Regions from separate parts of the Bicyclus anynana genome. Here region 1 is linked to region 2. Evidence: chromatin contacts called from public Hi-C data. All regions are on one chromosome and are shown on one strand. Each heading gives the region's core, a stretch centred on a gene start, on an enhancer-like site or on the middle of the called end of the contact. The rest is flanking DNA. Distances are from core to core; before and after follow the strand shown.

Region 1 (5,369 bases), core at 229-2,728, 46 kb before region 2:
TCAGCGTATGTATTTTACGAGTATGTGGTCTTTCAGGAGTTCTGGTGTGATTCAGCGAGCACCAGGTTCCTTGTTGTTCTTAAATTGTTTGAGAGTCATACTAATCTCATATAGGCTGATAGGCTGGCTGATATCCCGGAGGGATATCTTCGGTATAGTGTCGTGTCAGTTTAGCTCTGGGATCCTTGCCCAAATTGTCAACAGGCTTTTGAGTATAACGGTTCGTAGAACTTCTCGAATAGCAGGGCCTCCGGGGCACTAGGGGCTGTTTGTTTTTGCCTGTATCCATAAATGTTAATGCCCAAAGAATTACCACGCTGGCCATGCATTCGAATGGCTGGATTTTTTCCGCACCGGTTTCGCTGCTGCCTGACACCAGCCTGTGCCATTTAAAAAAGTCCAACCAGTTTCGAATGGTTATACCGTATAACCATTCGAAACTGGTTGGATTTTTACTTTGGCAACCGATTTAACTTATACCGCCACAAATCGGTTGCCAAAGTCAGTCTGCGGGGTGCTCCACGAGCAGGTGAGGTTGGCATTTGGTTGGCTGACTGGTACTAGCCTCCCCCTTACACCCCTTGATTTGTAATCATACAAAATGTAATGAATGACTTGTGAAAACTTTCGTGAGTAGTTACCTTATCTACCTACGTAAACGTCAAGTGGTTATTGATAGACCAAAAAAGAATAAATCGTCCCGTCACTAGCAATGATTGACTTTATTGGTAAGTAGATAACATTTTGTGGTAGGTGTGATTTTTAAATATCATAACTAGCGGGCGCCAGCGACTCCGTCCCCGAGAAGTTACGTTTCCTCCTTTCAATTTTTCTTCCAAAAGAGACTGTAATTATGAAAGCCGGGAGGAGCTTACTATGTTTAAATACACATTAAGTAGGTAGGTGTAAGTATAATAATAAATGAAAACTCTGTCTGTTTGTTTGTTAATTTTTCATAGCTGAATCGATTTTGATAAATATTCGTAGGTATAGGTACAGATAATTTGAACCCTGGAACAGAACACACTAGGATTTGGTAAAAACAGAATTTACAAGACATAGGTATCTATTATATAAAACTATCTATGTCAATAAAAAACAAGATTTGTTCAAACCGTAGGGCCTAGTTCGGACTACTTTATTATTTTAGTCGAGTACGAACAATTTTTGGGCGGTAAATCCAAAAAAATTACATATATAGGTAGGTATATACTCCACTAAAATACTAAAGTAGTCCGAACTAGGCATTAGTATTGCAGTTTGAAATAATGTAACTAATCCAACTGTTTTGTATATATTGATAGGTATATTGCATGCTGACCATCTGGTTTAAGTGTATATTATATAATACACATTAAATACTTAGTAATCATGATTCCGCAAAATCGGGATGTGGAGTTATAAAGAGCGATATGTGAACATTCAACAGCAACACTGCCCGTCTGTCTGTACTTCGCTCGGCGCTTCGCCGCCGCGTGAATTCAGTCAGTTGTTCAGTTTACGCGCGACGCGGCGCGACGACGTTCGCTCAAACAAATGTACTGGCCTGATATTCCCGTACTTATCTGTGATATTGTTATTCATACTGGACTTATATTCCGTCGTACTTATTCACTGTAGCTACTTACAATTCTTATAAAATATATTATCGCGGCGCCTAATAAACGTTCGTATTATTGTTTCTCAAAAAACTATCGAATTGCCACCTCATTACGCAATGCAATACCAAAAATTGTACTGAGATCAGTGATCTGCGTGACACATAAGTGATTTCCGATTTAAACAAGAGCAAGTGATATTTATGAGGAATATTAATAAACTATGTTGTGTGTATTGTGGTCTAAGTGCTTAAAGTGTAATAATGTGATTAAAACTCAAATATTTTTTGATTAAAATTTATTGAAGTTTGTGCTGACTCAGAAAAATAGTTACTGTTTAACTTTAAAATAAGATTTGGGAATCTGTGTCTATTTTTTTGGACTTATAGATTTCTAACTCCAGTGCAAGATGGATTCAAAAGTTGTACTCAAAGAAAAAAATCCGCACGATAATGCAAACATATTATCGAAAATATTTTTGTGGTAAGTGTCGCCTTTTTTGCTAACCTTTCAAGCTATAAATATTAAATGGCATTTCATTAAAGGATAATATTTTAATGCTTTTGAGTTTTTTTTAATTAGCCATGTATAAAGACATATCACATGACCATAATTTTTCTTTTTTCTCGCATCGCAGTTAGTCGAATGCAATATGAATACCGAACCTCATGCTTCTCAGATTTGAGTCCGGTCCCGTAACAGGGTGTCATTTATAAGTGGACAGCTGTTCGACATTTTTCGATAGCTATTATTTAATTTGAGACAAGCTGAAAACTTTGGCCTATTGCTACTTTTTCTATACCTACTGGGTATAACACAGAGTTTAAGACCTTTGGAGTTACTTTTTAAATAGCAATTTAAAGGGAGATTTTATTTTTAATTGAATTTTTTATGCAATTAAAAATAAAATTTTAATCTTCATGTACCTAAAGGTTGATTTATCCCTACTATAACCCAGCCAGGTCACCAGTGCAGTCTGTTAGGGTAGTAGGTATAATATAAATATACACACAAAAGACAATTTTTTTTGCATGCCTCAAATATCTTGTTAAAAATGTCGACCAGCTCTCGGACTATAAGCCAGCCACTCACGATCACGGATCAAGTTTACCGTCAAGTCTGCAGTGCGCTAATGCTACTCACCGACGGTCCGATATACCCACATGCCTGCAGCGCTGCTGGCATGACGTCCGGTAAAATGTAAAACTTATCTTGTGTTGGTCGCGATGTGCAGGATGGCTCGACTTAAAACAAGAGTCGCGACGTATGTCAGCCACTAACGTAATACGCGGTGAATTTTTCTGGACGTCATGCCGGCAGCGCTGCAGTTAGGTGACTAGCATTAGGGATGTATGTAATGAAAATAAATATAGAAACCATGCCCTCAAAAGCTCAACCATTTTCGATATGTTATTTCATTGTCCTCGTGGACACGTTTACTTTCAAGCAGTGTGCTGGGGGATGTACTGACGGTAAACTTTGTTTGTGTGTACAGAGAAATGTATGTATTTGTACACTACATTCCTCAAAAATTAAATAAATATCAAAATCAAATTTAATTTATTTTAAGCACGCTTGTAAACTACAAGCACTTTTAAAACATCAAGTTTGACTATTTGTAAAGACTACGGCAGGCACGTTTTGTTGAGAAGACCCAACAACAGTTACAATTGTGAAATTTTACAATTTTACAATTTCTTTTACTTTAACGTGAAGGTGGAAGCTGATCCAATGGCATTCAAGCATGTTTATCATTAAAGAATTCATCAATTATGTAGTAACCTTGACCAAGTAAATGATTTTTAATACATTGCTGAACCTTTTGACTCATATTGTTGCATATTATGTTGAAAAAAATGCATTGGCCGGTCTTTGGGTTCTTGTTATAGAAGAGTACACCCAACCCACAAACACACGCACACAGTTTTTGTTTAATACAGAATCTTACGTATTACTCTTATTGTATTTTATGATATAATGGGTGTAAGGGGGAGGCTAGTACCAGTCAGTCTCCCCAACTGCCAACCTCACCTGCTCGTGGTGCACCCTGCAGATGGACCGACGAGGCTCTGGCGACCGACGACGAATGGCGGTATATCCATTCCCACAGGCTAGATTACGAAATGCCTCAGGCCGGTGTCGGGCAGCAGCGACACCGGCGCGAGTAATCTAGCACTGCGCTGACCAACCCGCATGCCCAGCGTGGTCAGTACTGGGCAAAACTTTGTATGGACGGCAAAAACAAAACACAGCCCCTAGTCCCCGGCAGCCCCGCTATTCCTGGCTCTGGCAGCGGTTATGGTAACGGCGGGGCAAGGGGTGTTAAGAATCTCCGGCAGAGATTCCGCTGCCAACCCCGACGACTAGACCTGGCAACATACAACGCACGCACTTTGAGGTCCGACGAAAAGGTCATCGAGCTGGAAGAAGTTATGAGCAAGTTGCACTGGGATATCATAGGATTGTCTGAAGTCCGAAGAGAGGGGGAGGGCTCGATAATCCTTGAATCCGGCAACATGCTCTACTACCGGGAGGGCGACCAACAGTCCCAGGGTGGTGTCGGATTTATCGTTCACAAGTCCCTCGTGAACAATGTTGTAAAAGTCGAGAGTGTGTCGAGCAGGGTAGCGTTCCTGGTCCTCCGAATTACCAAACGGTATTCGTTGAAGGTTATACAGGTTTACGCACCGACCTCGACACATCCCGACGAGGAGGTAGAGGTATTGTATGAGGATATTTCTAAAGCCATACATGCCTCAAACTCTTATTACAATGTTGTGATGGGGGATTTTAACGCAAAGCTGGGCGAACGTAGCGGTTCAGAGTTGAAAGTGGGACGATTTGGATATGGGCAACGGAACGATAGGGGCCAAATGTTGGCTGACTTCATGGAGAAGGAGGGCCTCTTTATGATGAACTCCTTCTTCAAGAAGCCACCACACAGGAAATGGACCTGGATGAGCCCCGATGGTTCCACGAAAAACGAGATCGACTTCATCTTGTCTACCAGACGGCAAATATTCAACGATGTTTCTGTGATCCATAGGGTGAAAACCGGTAGCGATCACCGAATGGTTAGAGGCACGTTGAATATCAACATTCAGCTGGAACGGTATCGACTGGTGAAGTCTACGCTCCGACCTACTCGTGCCCATATTCAAAACCCCGAGTCCTTTCAACTAGAACTGCAGAACCGCTTTGATTGCCTAGCAAATTGCGAAACTGTGGACGATCTGAACAACAGGTTCGTGGAAACTGTCCATTCCGTTGGGTCTAAGTTCTATAAGACCCACCGTGCGAAAAGAACCAAAAAGTTCTCGGACCAAACACTTAAACTCATGGAAGAGAGGCAAGAAATGAGATTACAGTCTTCAGCAGATGCGTCAAAATACCGACAAATCAGTAGACAGATCTCTAAGTCGCAAACCAGCGACTTGCGAAATTTCAATACCGAGCGTATTAAAAATGCGATTGAAAATAATCGAGGCTCGAAAGTTTTCGCCAGAGATCTGTCTATTGGACAGAGGCAGCTGACGCGTTTGAAGACCGAACACGGTAATCTAATTTCTTCCAAGCCCGAGTTATTAAGTGAGGTCGAGAAGTTCTATGGACAGCTATACACGACTACTCAGCAGCCTGTTGCCAATTTGGCTAAAGACCCCAGAGCCAAGTTGACCCGACACTATACCGAAGATATCCCGGACGTCAGCCTATACGAGATTAGTGTGGCTCTCAAACACCTGAAGAACAATAAGGCGCCAGGTGAGGACG
Region 2 (5,983 bases), core at 105-2,604:
CTATACTAATAATATAAAGATGAAGAGTTTGTTTGTTTGATTGAACGCGCAAATCTCAGGAACCACTGGTCTGATAAAAAAAATTCTTTCAGTGTTAGATAGCCCGTTTATCGATGAAGACTATAGGCTATATATTATCCCCGTATCCTACTGGAACGGGAACCACGCGCCGTCAGCTAGTGTATAATAAGTGGATAGCAAGAAACTAATGTATAGCGATATTGCCGCAGGAACGGATTGTAAGGTTGCCAGTCCACCGAGAAGCGGAGCGAGACAGCGGAGTTGAGAAACAGAAATATTAACCAATAGGATGGCACAAAATCTCCGTTCCTCTTAAGTGGACAGGGGCTTGCGAGCTAGTATAAATTTCATATAAAACCGGTAAGCGGAGCGGGGAAACGGAGCGGGGTTAAATAAATTAAATTTAACATTTATTTATTTAGTATAGTCTGCAACTCCGCTCCCCATTACTCCGCTACGCGCCCTCGCTAAGCTCTGGTAGACAGGCAGCCTAAGTGTTGTCTTCTACTATTGACATACCTACTACGTAGGTACATAGAGATTAGTGAGTCAAGGTACTTCGCTCCTCCTTCACGAATATTGCAGCGAACATTATCGCGATGAGTGCAGCTGATCTTTTAATCGCTTGACCTCTTTGTCTGTCTACCCTCTCTCTTTTCCTTGTGTTTTTGACCACAGAACATATTTGACGAATAGCATTACGTTTGACGGGGTTAATTTAAATGATTTCACCCGATGACATTAGATAGAGACAAAGACAAATACAAAAAGCGACCCTATCGATAAGTAGCGATTTCTTCCAGGCAACCTTCGGTTTAGGAAAACTTAAGGACATCAGCAGGTGGCGTAAAACAATAATAACCATAGTATTAGTAATACACATACATACAAATAATTTAAGTCCTAATACTTAAACAATATTACACGAATACCTACAACAATGAATATAATACATATCAAAATATACTAATAAATACATTAAAAGTCATATTGAAGAGAAATAATAGATACAGTTCTTTATCTCGACATTATCTGGACTATGTAACTAATTAAAACAATATGTATATCTGTCTTATAGAAAAAAAAATATCTGGCGTGTGAAATAATCCAAGTTAAACGAACAATAGGTACAAATAAAGCTTAGGGACAATTTTATAAAGATATCGGTACATTGCACTATATCGTTTCTTTGTTATTTAAAGTTGCTTGTGATTCGGATTAAAAAATGTGTGTGTGCGATTATAGTTGCTATGTCGTTGTCATAAGGTCGCGTGTCGGGGTCGGTGTACTGGAAGTACTTCCACGCGGGCGGCAGCTGGGGCATGCTGCTCTTCACCTCCGTGGCCGTCATACTTGCGCAAGTCGTCACATCTGTGAGCGACCTGTGGCTCACTTACTGGTAATTATACTATGTGCGCTGTAGCATGGTGCGGGTGACAGTTGCCTTATGACGTTCTTAATACGTAGCTTTCAAGACTGAAACCAACTGTCACCCGCAACATGCAACAACTGTCACACGAACTGTTTCATCATTCTATTTATTAATTCTCGTGTCACATTGTTACGCTAGCCACTCACCATGTGCATTAGTGCTAGCATTAGTTGCCATAATCCTCGGAAACTGCTTGACTGATTTCGATGAAGTTCATACAACTATTGGCGTGCACAAGTTTTTCAAATCGACAATTAAATATTGTCGATTTGTTAGTTTACCTCATCCCCCTCAAGTCCTCAAAAAACGACAGACAAATAATATCTAATTCCTCTTTGGATGGACCTAATGATTCGAAGTCACGAATAAGCTACACAGGAATCAGGAGGAACGAGGCAGTTAAAGAGAAAAATACATCAGCTAAACTGTTATATAATTATAAAGATATTTGTGATAGAAATAAATTTATTTCAGGATGAACACCGTAGAAGCGACGCACGTCAACGACTCTCTGAAGGAAGAAAGAATAATTCCAAACATTACTATAAATAATGGTTCCGCTGATTCAAACATCGAGGAAGTTTATCTAACGCCGATAGATCACAACTTTTTTATTTACGTTTGGGGAGCAGCCATTGTTGGATGTATTATTCTTACTACGGGCAGGTAAGAATATGAAAAAGTAATACATTATTTATTAGACAGCTGAGTGGCTCAGTGAATAGTGACCCTGCCTTCTGCATGGCAGAGAGGCCGTTAGTTCGATTTCCGGAATTGAAAAATATTTGTGTAATGAACATGGATGTTTTTGTGTTTATACTCGTATTAGTAGTAAGTCGTGATAGCGCAGTGGATAAGACCTCTGCCTCCGATTCCGGAGGGTATAGGTTCGAATCCGGTCTGGGGAAAAATCGGAGGTGCATGCCTCAAGACATAGATAGATAAAGCGCTTGAGGCTGCTAAAGCCAACCTTGAACAATAAAATCCATTGTTCATCGCAAGTTTATTTATTGTTGCATTTTTCTTTAATATCTCAATCATTTTTTTTTTAACAAGTTAGTATTTTTACTTTATAAAAACTCTAAATTTGAAATGAATGAAATGAAATGAAATGAATGAAATGAAAATTTATTGTTTTATCAAGTTTACATAGCTGATTGGGCTGGGACCTTCTATTAAGTACTAGACCTGTATCAGAAAGCCCCGCTCTTCCTTAACTATAATATTATTATAATTATAAAACAAAAACAATAATTTTAACATAAATCAAATAATACATAATTTTCTTACAATTCTAACATGCAAAATAAGTGAGAAATAAGAATAAAATTGTTTGCATGAGCATGCGAACAAGTGCGTGTGTGCGTGTATGTGCGTGTGAGTGTGTGTGTGTGTGTGTGTGTGTTTGTGTGTGTGAGTAATTGAAACTGAAATGGAATGTGTATCCAATCTAATATTCCTGTTTATTGTTTTGTCTTAACTAACTCGGAATTTATTTAATAACGTTTAACAGATCTTCGGTTTCATCATAGGTAAGGCCTTGTAACCATGGAGAGAGCTTCCCCTTGCAGTCAAAGTAGTTTAAGGGGTAAATACCCAAAAGTTTATTAAGTCTATTATATAACATACTTGATCGTTTTTTATATTGCATAGCTGCAAAACAAATTTAACAATTTATTAAAGTATGAGACAGCGATAATAAAGGTCTAAATAAAACGAAGGTTGTCGGCTTGTCGCAAAAAAAACATAACAAAGGGCAAAGACCTTTGCCTTTATTATTATTACTTTATATTTATTTAGAATCTCATGGCGTCGTTTCTCCTGCATTGCCTTGTTCCGATAATTCCTGTTACACAAACAACATGATTTGTGTACATTGTCACATACCTACTTATACATATGCATATGTAAAGTGCGCGCAAGATAAGTCTGCGCGCGACTGGCGGCGCAATTATATTGACAGCTTTATAGCTTGGCAATTTCGTTCGTAACATACCCTATGGTCCGCGCGGGCCGGGGGCGTGTAACGATGTATGAAAAATCCACGACTGATGCACCTCAACTCCCCGCCCGCACTATTTCACACCCGCGTAGTCTTTTCCCCCGTCGCCCGTATATCATGGGAGTGTCATCAACGAATTTGCTAGACTATAGTGATCTCTTTTGTTTGCCAAGAGATAGATGAGATAGACAAGATGGAGGCACTTTTGAGTTTGGCCACGCGCAAACTTATCGTGCGCGCACTCTACACATTGTTCAACTTCCGAGAATCATGTTGTTTCGCATTCGATGGTACCTCATTTTTGTAGCTTATTTGTAGCTCATTTTTGTTTGTATTTCTCGTTTCTTTTCTGTTTATTTATGCCTGCTTACTCGGAAACAACTGCAAATGCAAAATGCAATAGTTTATTATCTACTAGATTTAAAAAAAAAAAATATTTTTGATTACATACATGACGTGATTACATGATAATTTTAGTTTTTAAATGTTTTTGACACTACGCGCCTAAACGCCTGTCAGCCATGATGGTCTATATTTCAACTGTTTCATGACGTCACCATAACAAATCCCTTTCAAACGGAGCGTTTGACAAAAATATTAGTTAACAATTAGTTTGAAGTTTAGTACATCAAGTGACATTGTGACGTCACAAAGTAGACCACAACGTTTTTGTCGTTTGGAAAATTTGAAAAATTACGTCATGATTTTTAAATTATAAGAAATTCTTAACTTTTATTAATTAATATCGATATATTTCGAATATTTATTCCATGTACTATGCAAAATTAATATTGTATTAAATTTAATATGAGTCAACTAACCTATTTCAGCGAATACAGCACAGTTGTTACCTGTCTATACTTAATCCCAAATTAAATCAAATTGGTGCAGTAGTTGCGGCGTAATGAAGTAACAAACATACACAAAAAGTTATATATTGTTTTAGATCTCTACTGTTTCTGTGGGTGTGTATGTGCAGCTCCATAAAGTTGCACAACAAAATGTTCAGCAACATCTTGTCGGCGACTATGAGGTTCTTCGACACCAACCCCTCCGGACGCATCCTGAACCGATTCTCCAAAGACATGGGGATCGTGGACGAGATTTTACCCAAGATGTACCTCGATAGTATTCAGGTGAGAAATATTTTTATAACGTACGGAACTAGTAACGATGAACCGATGTATTCATACGTTCGAGTTACAAGGTGCTGGAATGGCGACCCCTGGCCCCCTCTCATTCTGAGAGGAGACTCGTGCTCAGCAGTGAATCGAATAATTATCAACCCATATTCAGCTCACTGCTGAGCTCAAGTATGAGAGGGGTTAGGCCAGTAGTCCACCACGCTGGCCCAATTGGCAAACTTCACACACGCAGAGAATTGAGAAAATTCTCTGTTAAACAGGTTTCCTCACGATGTTTTCCTTCACAGTTTGAGACACGTGATATTTAATTTCTTAAAATGCACACAACTGAAAAGTTGGAGGTGCAAGCTCCGGACCATATTCGAACCCACGCCTTCCGATCGGAAGCAGAGGTCCTATCCACTGGGCTATCACGGATTTGTGAATCGAATATGGGTTGATAATGATGATGATATGATCATACAATATTTCAATCCATATATCACAATAAAAAGTAGCATGTCTTTTCATCAAAGGTCCCATTTATCTGTAGTGTAGTATGTAAACAAAACGTCATCAGAATCGTAAACGAAAACATAAGAGACACTAACTTATTATAACATCTACTTATGCAGACGACACAATATGAATGTGAATGGTTAAACACACTTATGTGTCCTCATTCTAAACCTGTTGCTGCGAAAGATAATTAACTTGAACTTTAACGTAGACACCTAACACCTATTTGTTAGCATTTCCATCCTACATTTCTGAATAGTCGTACACATAACACGTGGTTAGCTATTTTACCTATTAATATTGCTTAATTCATTGGAAAAACAAGCAAGTATCTCAAGATATTGAATGGCGACTTGGCTACGAAATTCATTGTTCATCCCACTTTCACAATGCGGAGTAGCGAGGCACATAATATTTATAAATCACTGGATGAAACATGGGAAAACCTGTAATATTAATAAAGTGCTGTAGCGACCCATAAAGATGAGGTATACCTAGGTGAATATAGTTTAAAACAGTTTTCTACATTACCCATGGAATATTAAATAGAACCGCCTTCAAACTGATCATCAGTTAGTACATAATATGATATATAGAACTTAGTGTGATATTATTTTTCGCTTTTTAGTTTAGTCAGTATGTTTTATTTAGTGTAATCATACCAGATATACTAGATCTACTCGTAGTGCCAAAGGTATGTTGCTATGACTCGTGTTAAAACATTGTATTTAATAGCGTCGTCTCACTTAGATTTAAATAAATTAATGAGTAGAACACACGAGAAAAGAGCATTACTTATTATGACTTGATTACGCAACTTGTATTCCGTCTTAAATTGATGCACCATCATGACTAGTACAAGTAGGTGGTTGTTGTACATGTAAA

Evidence for each region. Hi-C and Micro-C count contacts between places; a contact is called where the count stands out from the background.
Region 1: a contact with region 2 is called in a Hi-C map of whole body, with 3 times the contacts expected there. The contact joins the promoter of LOC112047284 here to the enhancer-like site in region 2. A contact is called at or near these places in 2 of 2 Hi-C or Micro-C datasets (whole body and whole larva).

What each region holds. Positions count from the first base shown.
Region 1 is chr4:7,528,018-7,533,386 of ilBicAnyn1.1, reverse strand. It overlaps LOC112047284 (ATP-binding cassette sub-family C member 4), which reads left to right and starts at 1,478. Exons shown (of 24, transcript XM_024084357.2): 1 at 1,478-2,081. The coding sequence starts at 2,008.
Region 2 is chr4:7,481,147-7,487,129 of ilBicAnyn1.1, reverse strand. It overlaps LOC112047284 (ATP-binding cassette sub-family C member 4), which reads left to right. Exons shown (of 24, transcript XM_024084357.2): 13 at 1,288-1,420; 14 at 1,928-2,119; 15 at 4,402-4,591. Among protein-coding and RNA genes, the nearest start is that of LOC112047295, 25 kb to the right of the region's middle. Within about 2 kb of position 1,354, at least 7 of the 8 cell types and tissues checked have open chromatin away from gene starts, as enhancers often do.